Regions from separate parts of the Ovis aries genome. Here all the other regions are linked to region 1. A link is a contact called in public Hi-C data. All regions are on one chromosome and are shown on one strand. The core of a region is the stretch at or near the end of the contact, and the rest is flanking DNA. Distances in the headings are between cores, read along the strand shown. Region 1 holds the start of SSBP3 (single stranded DNA binding protein 3). Region 2 has its middle 39 kb from the start of ACOT11. Region 3 overlaps SSBP3 (single stranded DNA binding protein 3).

Region 1 (4,565 bases), core at 1,059-3,558:
GCATGCCACACCTGTTCTGGAAGGAGGTACTCGTCCTTTTTTTCAGGGTGGGGTGTGAGGAAAGAAAACTATAGAAAGGAAATCTTAGTGTCACAAAACATCAGACTCTAAAGAGATAAAGATCCCCCTTTCCCATTTGACAGATGAGGAAAATGATGCACAGATATACCTGTGTTGCAACCCTGACTCTGACAAAGCATGGCCAACTTGATAGAGACAGGGCCAGAGAAGGGCAGTATTTTCCTTGAGCCAGGACCTAACCCACACTCATGATACTCATAATTTGTGGGCCTTGCAGACCCAAGATGAGTCAGGCTTCTTGTGAGTCAGTCTGTTGACAAGCCATTCCTGGCCATTCCTAGCCCATCAAAAATAGAAGTTCAGGGGAAGGGTATGAGCAGGACAATTTAATTAGTGTGGGCTCTAAGGTACCTTAAGTTAGCCCTATTAAATTAAACCGCCTGGGGGAAAAATAACTGTAATTATTTCCTTCTCTCCCCTATCGTTGTATTTCAAGTCCCTCCCAACCTCCATGCTTCCCTCATTCACAAAACAACCTTTAAACTAGGAGCTAGCACACAGACAACCAGAGACTAGGAGTGTTTTCTTTTTTCTACCTCCTTTCCCTGCAAGCTCTAGGTCCCAGCAGAGAACAGAGTGCGTCCAGAGTCATTGGTAGGGCCTGGCTGTATTCTAATTTAGGGAAGCTGTTACACTGAGTAGAACATTATTCCAAAAATGCACCCAGAGTCTCCTTCCTGAACCAATGCCGTCTATTTGCTGCAGGGGCATTTCTTTTTAAAGCCCCTTCTTCTCTCATCGACAAATCAAAATAAGCAAACTTTAATGGTAGTGAATTATCCCTTATTTTGTTGAATCTAGTTCTGAGTTTTCCTACTTGAAACATGTTTTCCCCAGGACACTGACCTATCCTTTAATTGTTTGGTGCGAGGCATGTTAGGGGGAGGGGCGTTACTTGTTTATTGGAACAGCGCAGTTAAAAAAAAAAAAATCAACCTAGGCTAACAGTTTCAAGGCTCCCCTAAAGATGTATCCAAACAGGCAGCCAATCAGCGCTTACACAGCTTTTTCTGCTTGACTCTTTTAAAGAGACAGTGTTTTATCACATTTAAAGAGAACCGCGCTCTAAAAACAGTCTGAAAATGGGGGAGTCTTGCCCTGTTTGGTTGGTTTCTCGTCATAAGAGTGTCTAATGAGGGACACTCAGTGTGTCCTCGGGTTCTCGGCGTGGGCAAAAAGGAGTCAGGAGCAAATAGCTGGGTCACTCTGCCAGCCCCCTTCAATTTCCCATTGTACACCTGGGTCACTGACAATGGAAGCTTCCCCTCCCCCCACGGCTGGCTCTCGTACCCCACTCCCCAATTTAGCTCCATTTATTTGAAGTTTGCAGATTTCTGTGACGCGTATTCCGCGCAGCGGGGCGCCCAGGTGACAGCCCCCTCTACCCTGGAATGGCACCATCTCTCCCGGAGAAGCCGAGGGGCTAACTTGCTAGGGCGGGCAGACCTTGGAAATTTGGGAGCAATCACTCTCCCTTCTCTTAGCTCAAGTCTTCAGTCCCTTCCCCCAGGTTCCCCAAAGCAGGCCAAGGGCCATTTTCGCGCGACTCCACTTTGGGGTTTTCCAAAGTATTTTAATGATCTAGTAAAGGAGCAGCCGCGCGCCTCGGCGCCGGCTCGAGCCGCCCAGCTCCCAGCGTGGAACCCCGGGCCCTGCGCTCCGAAGCCAGACTAGGCGAGAGGGAGGACCACGGGCGGGGCGGCCAAGGGTGGGGGCGAGTGGAAGTCTGGGGAGGGGGTTGGGGTCGGAGCCCACGGGAAGGGCAGGCGAGGGGGAGGGGGAGATCAGGGCTGGGCTGGCGCGGGCTGAGGCGGGGGGAGGTGAGGGGCAGATAAGGGAGAGGGACGTGGCGGGAGGGAGCCGGCGGTGCTCGGCTCAGGGGTCCGCGCCCCCTCCCCTCCGACTATGCCGCAGAGCCCCCCGCCCCCCACCCGCTCCCCAGCGGTCCACGCCGCGGAGACCGCGGGTCGGACCCCCTCTTCGCGGGTGCCAGGAGACTAGAGCTCCCCCTTCTCGATTCGCGTCCTCTCCCTACATCTAGAGAAAACAGAGGCTCGCGCCCGCGGACACCCCCAGTTCGCCCGCAGAAGCAGGGACAGCGGCTCCTCGGTGGCGGCCTCAGCGGGGACTGCCGCGGCTGGGCGCTGACAGGGCGTCCCTCCCGGGCCGCCCTGGGCCCGCCCCCGCGCGCAGATTGGCCGAGGCACCAATCAATCGCGGGACGTTGACGCCCGCCTCGATCCCTCGCCGGGGTAGCCACGTTCGGTTGAGCTCCAAGTAGACCAGCGGCGGCGGCGGCGGCAGCGGTGCAGGAGGCGCAGAGGGCGGCGCAGGCGGAGCCGGGCGGGCGGGCGCGCGAGCGAGCCAGCGGGCAGCCGGGCCGGCGGGCGAGCGGCGGCGGCGGCGGCACCGGCACTCCAGGCCGAGCCGGCGCAGGAGGAGTTCCAGGGCGATGGGGCCGCGGCCGGGGCTGACGCTTTGACAGCTGGAAAGAGCGCGGAGCCAGCGCCTGGGGGGGAGGGAGGGGAGCGCGGCGAGGAGAGCGCGAGCGAGTGTGCGAGCGAGCGCCGGGGAGGGGGCCGGGAGCGAGGGGGCAGCTCGGGAGCAGCCGGAGCGGTAGCGGCGGCGGCGGCGGCGAGGAGGCTCGGCGTCCTCTTCTCTGCAAACCATGTTTGCCAAAGGCAAAGGCTCGGCGGTGCCCTCGGACGGGCAGGCTCGGGAAAAGTAAGCCCTATTTTCCAAGTGGCGGCCGCGCCGCCGCCGGGCTGCGGGCGGGTGGTGGGAGGCAGGTGGGCGGGCGGGGGCTGCTGCGCTCCGGGCCCCGGCGCCGCCAGCCTGGCCCCTTCCCGAGGCCGCGGCGGGCGGCGTGGGAGAGCCCATTGTTGGGAGCCGGCTGAGGTTGGGGCGTCGGGGGGCGCCGCCGGGGAGGGGGCATTTGGTGGCCCCGGGGCGTGCCGGGCGCGGGGGCCCGCGGAGAGGGGTGGGCGAGGTCCTGCGAGCCAGCCGGGGCATCCGCCCCGGCCGGGGAGCTCGCGGCGGTGACCGCACTTTGCCCACCGGGCGCGAGCAGGGGGCGCGTGGCTTCTTGCAGCCCCGAAGGCTCCTTTTGTCCGCCCGCGGCTTGAGGAGTGCGTGGCGGGGGCTTTGTTCGGCCAGGAGCGCTCTGCCTTCCCTGCCCTCGGCCCCACCGCCGGCCCCGCGCCCTCCGGGGCGCCGGGCTGGGCAGGGACAGCGGCGCCGGCTTGGCCCTAGCTTGGGGGACAGTTGTTTTGGGGGGAGGTGGTGAGGGCGGCGCTTTGCTGCCCTCTCCAGAGCGCGGAGCACCCCGGAGTCCAGGACTGAGTCTCCCCGGACCCTCAAAACTGGGGAGAGGGTGGGTTGGTGGCAAGGAGTAGGTCGGGAAAAGAAGCGAGGCTCTGGGGTCGGGCGGTTTGCGAGTTTGAGAGACCTAGGTGGGTTTGGTCCCGACGCTACTTGGAAGTTCAAGTTCGGGGGCTGCTCTTCAGCCCCCGCGGCTTGAAGTAAACGCGTCTCCTGGTACCCACCCCCTAACTGCTCGCACCCTTGGCCCCAGGCAGGACCAAGCTAGCTGCTCACCTCTGGTCGGGGCCACAATGGGACAGCACGGACAGGGTTGGAAGCCGGCTGGTATGGTCCAGGAGCGAGCACCAGTGTGATCTGACGCCTTCCCTCTCTCTCTGTGCCCCCCTGCCCACTCTCCAGGTTAGCTTTATATGTCTACGAATATTTACTGCACGTAGGAGCACAGAAGTCTGCACAGACCTTCTTGTCAGAGGTGAGTGGAACTCCCCCAGTCATCCAGTTCTTGACACCCCCTCCTCCCCATCGTTCTTAAAGCCTTTGTTTTCTGGAACAGCCACTGTGGCCACCATTTTGAATTTTTATCACCTTTTGGCATTTATTGTTAGTTGGTCTTCACAGCCTTTTGGCTCCGGGAAGCCCCCAGCCCACCCCTTCCTTCTGCTGCCCTGAGCTGTCTCTGTTCTCTCCATTCTAGATTCGATGGGAAAAAAACATCACGTTGGGAGAACCGCCTGGGTTTTTGCACTCGTGGTGGTGGTAAGTTTGTGATAGTTTTGTGTGTGTGTGTGTGTGTTTTGTTCTGAGCCCCCCGGGGTCCAAGTGAACAAAGACAGGGGGTCTGGAGCAGGCTCCCTGTGCTTTAGTCCTCAGCATTGTAGAGAGCAGGGTGCCTCTGGGCCCTCAGACCAGGACTGGCAGAAAAGGGAAAGGGCAGCAGAGGTCGATGCATAAAGTTTCTGCCTCCTCTTTTCCCACTGGTGAGAACCTACTAATCATGCCTAGTGTTGCAATAGAAATGCCTTACTTTTACATCTCACTCTGAAGCAGTAAGCACGGACTTGGAAAAAACCTGAAAGGATTTTTGTCAATTCTGCATGCTGCTTTAATTAGAGGGAGTGGGGGTGGGGCAGGACCGGTGGCTGGGATACCAGGTCTGTTTT
Region 2 (4,565 bases), core at 564-3,063, 60 kb before region 1:
TCTCACCAGCCTGCAGCTGATCCACAGGGCAGGGAAACGCAGGGCATAGACAGAAGCAGCACGGGAATATGTGCTTTGTGGTTCAGAAGGCTTGGTGGAGGGGCCAGTTTCAAGCCCCCTGGATACCAGCAAGCTGGCAGATTAAGATGGTGGCTAAGAGATGTGGAGAAGGGAACAACTGGAGAGATATTTAAGGGGAGAAAGGACCAGACTTGGTGCCTGATTGTTCGTGGGCGGCAAGAGAGAGGGAGGAGTGGAAACGACTCCCTGTGCAGCTCCTCGAATCTCTAGGGAGAGAGGAAGGAGGCCAGCAGCCAGCTCGGACACCAGTCACCTTGGACACAAATAACCTCTAGGGACTCTGCCCCTGCTGAGCCGAGCTGCTACCTCTGACAATGCCTCCCCAACACACACACACACACACACACACACACACACACACACACCCTGTTTTCCCAAGGGGTTGACTGGACGCTCTGCTGGCTCCTTGCCCACTGCTCCCTCCCGCAGTCTGCTCTGCGCCAGCCAGGAGGGGAGGGAAGGGGAGGGGCAGCCGCAGAAGCCCTGCCGGAAGGGAGGAAGGGCGGGCTCAAGAAGCCAGCCCAGCCGACCCCCAACTGAGGAGCAAGGGAGAGCCGAGGAGAGAGGGTGAGACAGACAAAAGACAAGGAGAAGCAGTACAGCAGCTCTGAACACTGGAGATACAAGATGCCTTTCTGTTCCTCTTGCTTGCCCACTCCCCATTTTAGAGATGGGGAAACTGAGGCCCAGAGACAGCAACAGTTTAGGAACCTACAACTCAGGTTTCAGCAGACCCACACTCTTCTGTTGGAGCCCCTCAGCCTGGAGCAGCCACTTACAGGCTGGTCTGGTAGGAATGGGTGTTGAGCACCACAGCCATCGCCCCAAATGAAGAGCTGGCCAGCTAGTTGAGTCTATGGTTCAAGTCCCTCCAAGTCCCCATAGTATAGAGAGCTGGACTGAAAGACAGGGGACTTGAGTTCTCACCCCGCTGTAGGACTGATTTTTCATCTGTAAATGTCCTATACTGCCTCTGATAAACCTCTCTACAAGGTTTACAAGAGCCACTAAGGGATGAAGGAAGACTGTGAATTCAAAAACGCCACAGGACCCCAGAAGGATTGGGTGCAAAACCATGTCCCTGAGCAAATCGCTCCCCTCTCTGGGACTCAGTTTCCTCAACTGCACAAAAAGGGTACCAGATTCATTGATATTAAAAGGCCATTCCACCACTGGAAGCCAGTAGGATGCACCCACTCTGCCAAAGTTTTAGATTCTAGAGCAAACACAAAACCTCACCATCGCATCTTCCCCGCCCCTAGAACGGGTGCTTGGAAGCCCTCTTCAGGCCTGTCACCGGTCACCGGGGGAGTTATTGTCGCCCCTGCCCAGGTACCATTGACTCCGTCCTTAAGGCCCCTCGCCGCCCCGGCTGCAAACTTACTGCAGTGGCCCCTAGGGGGCAGTGTTGCCCCGAACTTGGGCCGCCGCAGCTGCTGCCCCCGCCCCAACGGGCGCCGGGAGAATACTTGAGTTCTGGGAATGTTTGACACCCCCCGGCACACACACCGCCCCCCGCGGCCAGCCCCAGTCCCGGAGGCTCCCGCGCTGCCCACAGCCCGGGTGCGGACTTACTGCTAGGGCCCCCCCACCCCCCACCTCTCCCAGCAAAATATTTCGCAAGGACAAGGCTTCTATTTTTGTTTTTTCGCAGGAGTAGAGAACAGGTATTGGTCTCAGGCTGCTCGCGCGGACTAGGATGTCTCTGTGTTCAGAGATCTGAGGGAGGAATCTGAGGGGAGAGGAGGCTTGTTTTCCCAAGAACCTGTCAGCTGTTTCCCCCGTCACTCCCGCATCCCTTTGATAAGGGGTTGGCAGGCATGCACCCCCATACCTCCTCCTCCACGGGTCCCCCAGCCCCGCCAGGAAGCGCCCCGGGGTAGAGGGTGTGGGCTGCAGGGTCCGACCTCGCCTTCTCCAGCTCAAGCCCAGGCCCAGAGACCGGGGCACAGGCCGAGCTTGAGGGGCTGGGTTTGGGGGGTGACTTCTGCTGTCTCCCCAGCCTCAGATGTGAGCAGCAAATTCAGGGTGAAGACGGTGAAGGGGAAACGGAGGGAAAATCCCACTCAAGTTTGGTCCAACGGTTTAATGGAAGTGGGGGGAGTAGGAAGAATTTAAAAGCCCCGAACCCACAAAGCAGACTTTTTTTAAAAAAATTATAATTGAAAACATCTCGGAGTAAGGGCCGCCAGGAGCGGGCCAGCTCCCCCCGCCCCATCCCCCTCTCCTGTTCCCCGGAGTCCGATGAAGTCATGATAAGTAGGCTGCAAAAAAAAAAAAAAAAAAAGTGGGGGGGGTGGCTTGCAGGGGCTGGGGGCACAGGGGTCCCAGGCTGGGGCCCCGCGCGGACACAGTTTGGATACTATGGTTACGCGATCCGACCCAAACAGCGAAGGCGGACAACAATAGCGGCCGCCAGAGGAGGAAATTCCTTCCGGGGTGGACGGCGCGGGGGGAGGGGCGCCTGGCTGGAACGCCGAGGCGGCGGCTCGGCCAATCAGCGCTCGGCCGCCGGCGGTTTCAAGGTGCCCCGCGCCGCGCGCCCCCGCCCCCCCCGCGCGCTCCGCTTGGGCGCTGGAATTGCTGAGACGTTTCCCTGCACGCGCCCGGGTAACCCTGCGGGGGCTGCTGCTCAAGCCGACCCCCTCCCTAGCCCTTCTCCCCGCCCCCCGCCGGAGCCCACCGCCCCGGGAAGACTGAGTGTTCTGCTCCCTGAGTTGCTTGCACTTGAGGGAGATGGGGGGGGAAAAACATCCCTCCAAACTACCCCTTTCTGTGGGGTTGGTTACTGCACAAGCCTGTTTTCTATTTTAAAGCATGTCTCAAGAAAAAATGAGAGAGGGGAGAGAGAGAGAGAGAACAGGGAGAGCGAAGATCCACCCCAACTCAAGAAGCCTGGGAGGCTCTGACCCCTGCCTGCCTGGCCGCAGGGGCTGTTACATAATAAGTTGGGTTATTGATATTGGCGGCCCTGGCCGGGCATCTGGCATGCAGAGATCCAAGGGCAGAGTTGGCATTTAGAAAAGCCCCCCCTCCCCCTTTCAGTGACCGTTACCTGCTTTATAAAGGACCAGCGGAACCAGGGGCTCACCTCAGCCGGTGTCTGGGCAATTTACGTGGTGCCCATGGTGTGACCGTGCCCACTGCTACCCCCACCTACCAGGGAGGGATTCTGTGCCTAAGTCCCCCTCCTTCAGAATCCCCGGACTGGCTCTTTCCCTGTCGCCAGGCCCTCCACGGTGCTTCCTGCTTTCCTGCCAAGTACCCAAAGCCGGCATCCTGGGCACTTAGAGCACCGAGCTGGTCCCGTTCCTTCTTTAAGCGGAACCAGGTTTCTGCTCTCTGGTGTTTCCTAGCTCGGAACACCACTCTGAGGAGGAGTAGATACCTTCTCTTATTCATTGCCTACTGAGAGATTCACTTCTCTGGAAGGCTCTAACATTCAAAAAGTATTAGCCTCTCTCTCCCACTCTTTCTCTCCCTCTCTTCATATATAATGGGGATAGCCCTAATTCTCCAGTTCCTCGTGTGTCTCTATAAATAAATAATGAGATTTTATTAATTATGCACGTATAGTATCTGCAAGCAGATTGCTCTGTCTCTTGATGCTTAATAATATTTTAAAAATGGAAAAAACTTCCACACTGAAGCTGGGTATTTGGGGGTTTTTCCCCTCCCTTCAAGCAAACAAAAACTTCAAGGGGCCATATGTCCTCCAAGGAGAGGCGAGGAAGGCAGAAAGTTGGGGAGTGCAAGCAAGGGAGGGATTAAAGGGGGTCTCTCTGCAGATTTTCAAGGCAGCTGAAGGCAAATTTCAAGTAGCCTGCTTCATGTTTGTGATTGAGCTGCTGGTCTGAAAACATACCAAGGTTCACTTGGGCGTTTGTGTGTTAGGCGGGATGGGCAGCTGTTAATAGTAAACAGGAAACCAGCAAGAAGAGAGCTGGCTGCAGCCCAGTCCCTCTCTCAATTCCGCACCCCTTCTCAGAGCCCCCAAACCCTTGAGCTCTCGAAACACACTTGGTTTCTGGGAATTGTGCATCAGTTAATTTCTGGGTGCCCAACACAACTCCTGGCACATAGTAAGGGTTCGAAAAAACATTTGCACATTGAACAACTGGAGCATGGAGAACATATCCAGGGTTGGGGAGTGGTTGCACAGAGGCCGGGGCTAGGCCTTGGGGCACTATGCCTTGAAGGCATAACAGTTGGAGCTTCAGTCCTCAGACAATGGGGGAGGGACTCGCCCCTCCAATTTTGTAGTCCAGGAAGTGACAGAGCAGAGCTGAGCATTGAAAAACTAATCTGAGTGAGGGAGACCAGAGAGAGGTGCAGATACAGGAACCATCAGGCAGAGTCGGTATGGCCAGAGAGAAAAGGATACAGAGGTAGCCTCCTACCTTTAGCATGTGGAAATGAGGCAGTGGGAGGGGTCAGAGGTGAGCTTTGATTCAAAACGTTCTAGTTCCTGATTTGAATAGCAA
Region 3 (4,565 bases), core at 1,344-3,843, 36 kb after region 1:
GATGCTTGGCATACATCTGGGTGCTCCCCACTCATGTCAGGCATTACAAGTAGATCACGGTAACTCTTTCCTCCTGACCCAGGTTCAGAATTTCTTTTCAGTGCAGCGTTTTAGTCACTGTCAGTCAAATGACGTTGGCATGTGAGATGAGTTCCTTGTTATTGGTGTCACACTTCAGACTGGAAGTCGGCCAGTGATGTTGTGTGAGTTTCCTGGCTCTTTGGATTTCCAGATAAGTGAAAGTTGGAGGCACAGCGTCACTGTATTCCAGTTGGAAGCCCCGTACCTGTCTGGTGGAGCCAAGAGCCAGCTTCCAGGAGGGCCCTGGCACATCTCATCGGGTGTGTGGTGTCTGCCTGAAGAAGAGCCGCTTGAATCAGAGTGCCTGCTGGCCAGCCAGAAGGGGATGGACGGCGGGGACCAGCCAGCTGCCGAAATGTGATCGAACCCACCTCGTTGGAAGAAGCGCGAGCAGCCTTCTCTTCCAGATGCTCTGAATTCCACTCCACATGTTGGTTTCTCTTTGGAGGTCCCCAGGATGACCTTTTACACCATACACGACCCTTCTAGGATGTGGGGATCCTGAGCGGTGGAGGGATGAGGAAGTTGGAGGGTGTGTGTGACTGGCATGGCATCGCAGGTATCATCCTTGGGAATCCTGTCTTAGTCAAAATGACATGGTCAGGTACTCAGACTGCTGAGCGAGTCTGAGTTCTAATCCCGTCCTGGGCATCTTCATGTACCAGGTTTGAGCTGAAGGTTGAGTTTGAAGTCCTCGTTCAAGGTGAGCCTTGGGTTCTGCAGCTGCCCTCATAGAGCTGGACCGTGAGCTCCGGTGACTGCGGCGCCTCTCCTCCTCAGCCCTTCTTCCACGCTGAGCCACAGAAACCCAGCGCCACGGTCACCTAACGAGTGGCTCTCTTGTTTTGATCGCATAACTCTTCAAACATCAGCCGATTTCTTGCTATCTGCCACCACGTGGATGTTCTTGACCTTGGTTTTCAAGATGCCTTTTCATCCGTCCACTTAGTTGCACAGTCCGTCTCATCTCCCCCGGCAGCATCACCCCTGCCCCCCCGCCTTCCTGCCCGCAGGCAGGCTCCCTGGTTCATCCCCAACCCTAAACCTGCAGAGCCTCTTTTTTCAGCAAGTTCAGCTCAAACCCTCGCCTTTTCCTGACTCTACTCGGCCCCTCCGTTTGAGAGGACTTTTTCCCACATGAAATACAGATTTAAAGAAAGTCAGCTGTAATGGTTAGAGGGACCTTACAGGACATAGACTTCAGTGGGTTTTTTTTAACTTACTTTTTTTTTTTTCCTTTTTAGCAGGAGATCCCTTTCTTTAAATGAAGTCTTAGGTGGAAGGCCAAATAGTGTAACAGAAAGACAGAGCCATCTACCAGTTTAAGGGGTGTGGGTGCCAAAGGTCACCTGCTAAGCTTCCCACCATTATGCCTCCTCCCGTGGCCCCCATGGTTTAGTCCAACTCCCAGATGGAGACATTGTGCCCAGAATAAGGAGATGACTTGGCTGAAGATTCTTCAGGAAGTGAGAGGCACAGGGGTCCCCAGGTCCCCCAACCACATCCTGGGTGCTGTCAAGCGATCAGGCTTCCCCAGCTCTTCAGTGAGATGTTTGAACATGTTTCAGTAAAGGATCTGCAGCCGGATCCTTGTGGGAAATGCAGGGTTCAGCAGTTTCTCTAGTGTAGGACTTCTCAAGAGTTTCCAGTACATTAAGATGCATTGCAGATCTTAGAAGTGGGATAGCATATATGAGGTGGATAAACAGTGTGAAATACAGCGTGTCTGACATTTATTTGACCACGGGACCTCATCCGGTTGAGGAATCCTAAAACTTTAATAAAAAGTACAGGCTAGGAGATGACTGGGTTGTCTTTTGGTCCCCAGTTATTTTGAGATACGGACAACTGTGGGTCCAGGTGGCACTCACCGTTCCCTGGACTGTATCTCCATCCTGTGGAGCTGTCCGTCTTTCTTCACTAAGCACCTGTTTTGTTGGGTAACGGGCTCCTGTAAGCCTCTGCCCTTCCGTGTCATTAGATAGTATCCATTTTTTTAGTGATCACAAAGTATTCTGCTTCTTGGATGTGGCATAATTTTATCAGTCCCTCGCTGTGGAACATTAAGATTCTTTCCAGTTTTCTCATACTGTAAACGAACTCTGATGAACATGTTGTTGTTATTGTTTAGTTGCTAAGTTGTGTCCGACTCTGTGACCCCATGGCTTGTAGCCTACCGGGCTCCTCTGCCCATGGGATCTCTCAGGCAAGAATACTGGAGTGGGTTGCCATTTCTTTCTCCAGAGGATCATCCCAACCCAGGGATTGAACCCATGTCTCTTGCATTGCAGGCAGATTCTTTACCACTGAGCCACCAGGCAAACTGTGATGAACATCTTCGTGGCAAAATGTTTGTGCACGTGTATGTGATGATATTCTTAGATGTGGAATGCTTGGGGCGTATGGTATACACAACACACTTTAAAAACAGAAGGCTGTCGGGACTGCCAGCACATTGCTTCACAAGCTGGGTGTTGCTTCCCAACTTTGTCCCTGGCAGAGCTACTCACGAGTGCCTTTGGAAGGGCCCTTGGGAAGTCAGAACTGGCCTCCTGTCTTTGACTGTACTGCCTGTCTGGCCCTGGAGAGCTCCTTGTTCTTTGCGCTCTCACCCTCTGTCTCCCCTGATGTTCGTCTCCAGGGGAGGGCTCTGTGGGGACCTCCCTCGTGTTAATTGATTTAGATTTAGATGCTTTTCCTTGCCTAAGAGCTCGGTAGTTGGAGACCCATTTATCTGGATGCTTTTTACATCCCTGAAACCGTGTGTGAGAGGCACAGATTGGACGACAGAGACGATGGGGCATCGGGGACCTCGCCCGCAAGGTTTCTGTCGCCACTTTCATTGCCTGGCTCTTGCCTGACTCCTCAGTGACGACTGGTGTTCTCAGAAGGGGAGTCTCGGGGGTGGGGCTTTGTAGGCAGAAGTGGTTGGTAGCATTCTTTTCTTTTTTCCTCTTTCTTTTGCCCAAGTAGATCATTTTGGAGGCGTGCCTCATGGATGTAGATTAGGGATAGATTGGGATTAAGGCTTCACAGTCAGGGGGAGGCAGCTGTACTCCTGTGTGCCCAGCGCCTGATCAGGAGGACTTCAAGCGAAGCCTCGTGGGAATCTCGGGGTGGATTGAACCAGGCTCCCTTTGCCACAAGGGATCAAGGCTCCGAGAGGTTTAGAAACCTGAATGAGGTTTCTCCGCTGTAAGGCGTGCGTGCGCTGAGTCACTTCAGTGGTGTTTGACTCTTTGCAACCCCATGGACTGTAGCCCGCCAGGCTCCTCTGCCCATGGGGATTCTCCAGGCAAGAATACTGGAGTGGGCTGCCATGCCCTCCTCCAGGAGATCTTCCTGACCCAGGGATTGAACCCAAGTCTCTTGCGTCTCCTGCATTGACAGGCGGGTTCTTTACCACTAGTGCCACCTGGGAAGCCCTCACTGTAAGCAGAGCCCTGGTATGGGGACAGCAAGCCAAGTTTGTCGGGTTCTTTTTTTTTTTTTTTTTGGAATGAGGGGCACGCTGTGTGGCTTACGGGATCCTAGCTCCCTAATTCCCTGACCAGGGGTTGAACCTGGGCCCTCAGCACTGAAAGTTCAGAGTCCTCAACACTAGGAAATTCCCCAAAGCTGGTTCTTACCTGCTTTCTGTCTGGGAAAACTGAACAGCTCTCAAGTTTTCTTAGAATTAAATGTGAGTGGTTTCAAGGTCTTTTGTGGGAGGTGAGTTTAACATGACTCTTGTTATTTTTAATTACATAAATAATATCCAAGTACTTCTTGTGTTAATTATTGCTGAATTATAGAGGTCTCTGGAATAAGAAGTAAGGAGAACCCCCTACTCTCTTGCCCCTTGCTGTCCTCTTCCTTCTGGTAATCAGGTTTAAACAGTTGGAGGGCGTCCTTCTAGACCTTTTCCTATGCATTTGCATGCATTAATATCTGTCTTGATGGAGCCCTAAAAACCATTCAGTTCTGACTGGAGGCCCCATTATTTACCTGCTTGATTTCTTTAATTTCAGCAAACCTGAATTGAATAGCAGCCTACTAACTAACTGTAACTTGGGTTAACTCACCCATCCTGGGAGATGAAGCGTGAGTTTCATCTGTGTACTTAAGGATAACAGTCCAGAGTATCGCAGCGTTATTGGCAGGATTATAAGAAAACCATGTAGCAGTCCAGTGTAAGGTATGAATGAGAAGGTTCCAGAAGGTTACCTGAGTTTGTGCTCCGTGTTGCAGAATATGAGAATGGATATAGTTAGTACTCTAACTCAGAGTTGTGTGGACAACAACTATATAAGTAGCCATGAATACGAAATTAGCTGTAAATGAGCTATACATGCCATCACAGAGATGTTAGCGACAGTTGGAGCTCCAGGCTCCAGGAAAGAGCAGTTAGCCCACAGAGGGAATTAGAGAAGGCTTTTTTGGAGGAAGTACCCTCCAAGAAGCAGGGTGGGGGCATTAGCAATGTAATTTAACTCTCGCTTTGT

The links. A called contact is a pair of places that touch in the nucleus more often than the background predicts.
Region 2: a Hi-C map of tail adipose tissue shows a contact between it and region 1, with 8 times the contacts expected there. The contact joins the enhancer-like site here to the promoter of SSBP3 in region 1. A contact is called at or near these places in 14 of 16 Hi-C or Micro-C datasets (blood, hypothalamus, liver and 6 more).
Region 3: a contact with region 1 is called in a Hi-C map of tail adipose tissue, with 2.8 times the contacts expected there. The contact joins the enhancer-like site here to the promoter of SSBP3 in region 1. A contact is called at or near these places in 5 of 16 Hi-C or Micro-C datasets (hypothalamus, liver, mixed tissues and 2 more).

Annotation. Positions count from the first base shown.
Region 1 is chr1:28,907,537-28,912,101 of ARS-UI_Ramb_v3.0, reverse strand. SSBP3 (single stranded DNA binding protein 3) reads left to right here and starts at 2,308. Exons shown (of 16, transcript XM_042248427.1): 1 at 2,308-2,805; 2 at 3,805-3,877; 3 at 4,100-4,161. The coding sequence starts at 2,750.
Region 2 is chr1:28,967,144-28,971,708 of ARS-UI_Ramb_v3.0, reverse strand. No RefSeq gene overlaps it. Among named protein-coding and RNA genes, the nearest start is that of ACOT11, 39 kb to the left of the region's middle. Within about 2 kb of position 1,813, at least 41 of the 54 cell types and tissues checked have an H3K27ac peak or open chromatin away from gene starts, as enhancers often do. A contact at or near this core is called in hypothalamus, liver and tail adipose tissue, where this site is marked.
Region 3 is chr1:28,871,454-28,876,018 of ARS-UI_Ramb_v3.0, reverse strand. All of the region lies in intron 4 of SSBP3 (single stranded DNA binding protein 3), which reads left to right. Among named protein-coding and RNA genes, the nearest start is that of SSBP3, 36 kb to the left of the region's middle. Within about 2 kb of position 2,593, at least 2 of the 54 cell types and tissues checked have an H3K27ac peak or open chromatin away from gene starts, as enhancers often do. A contact at or near this core is called in tail adipose tissue, where this site is marked.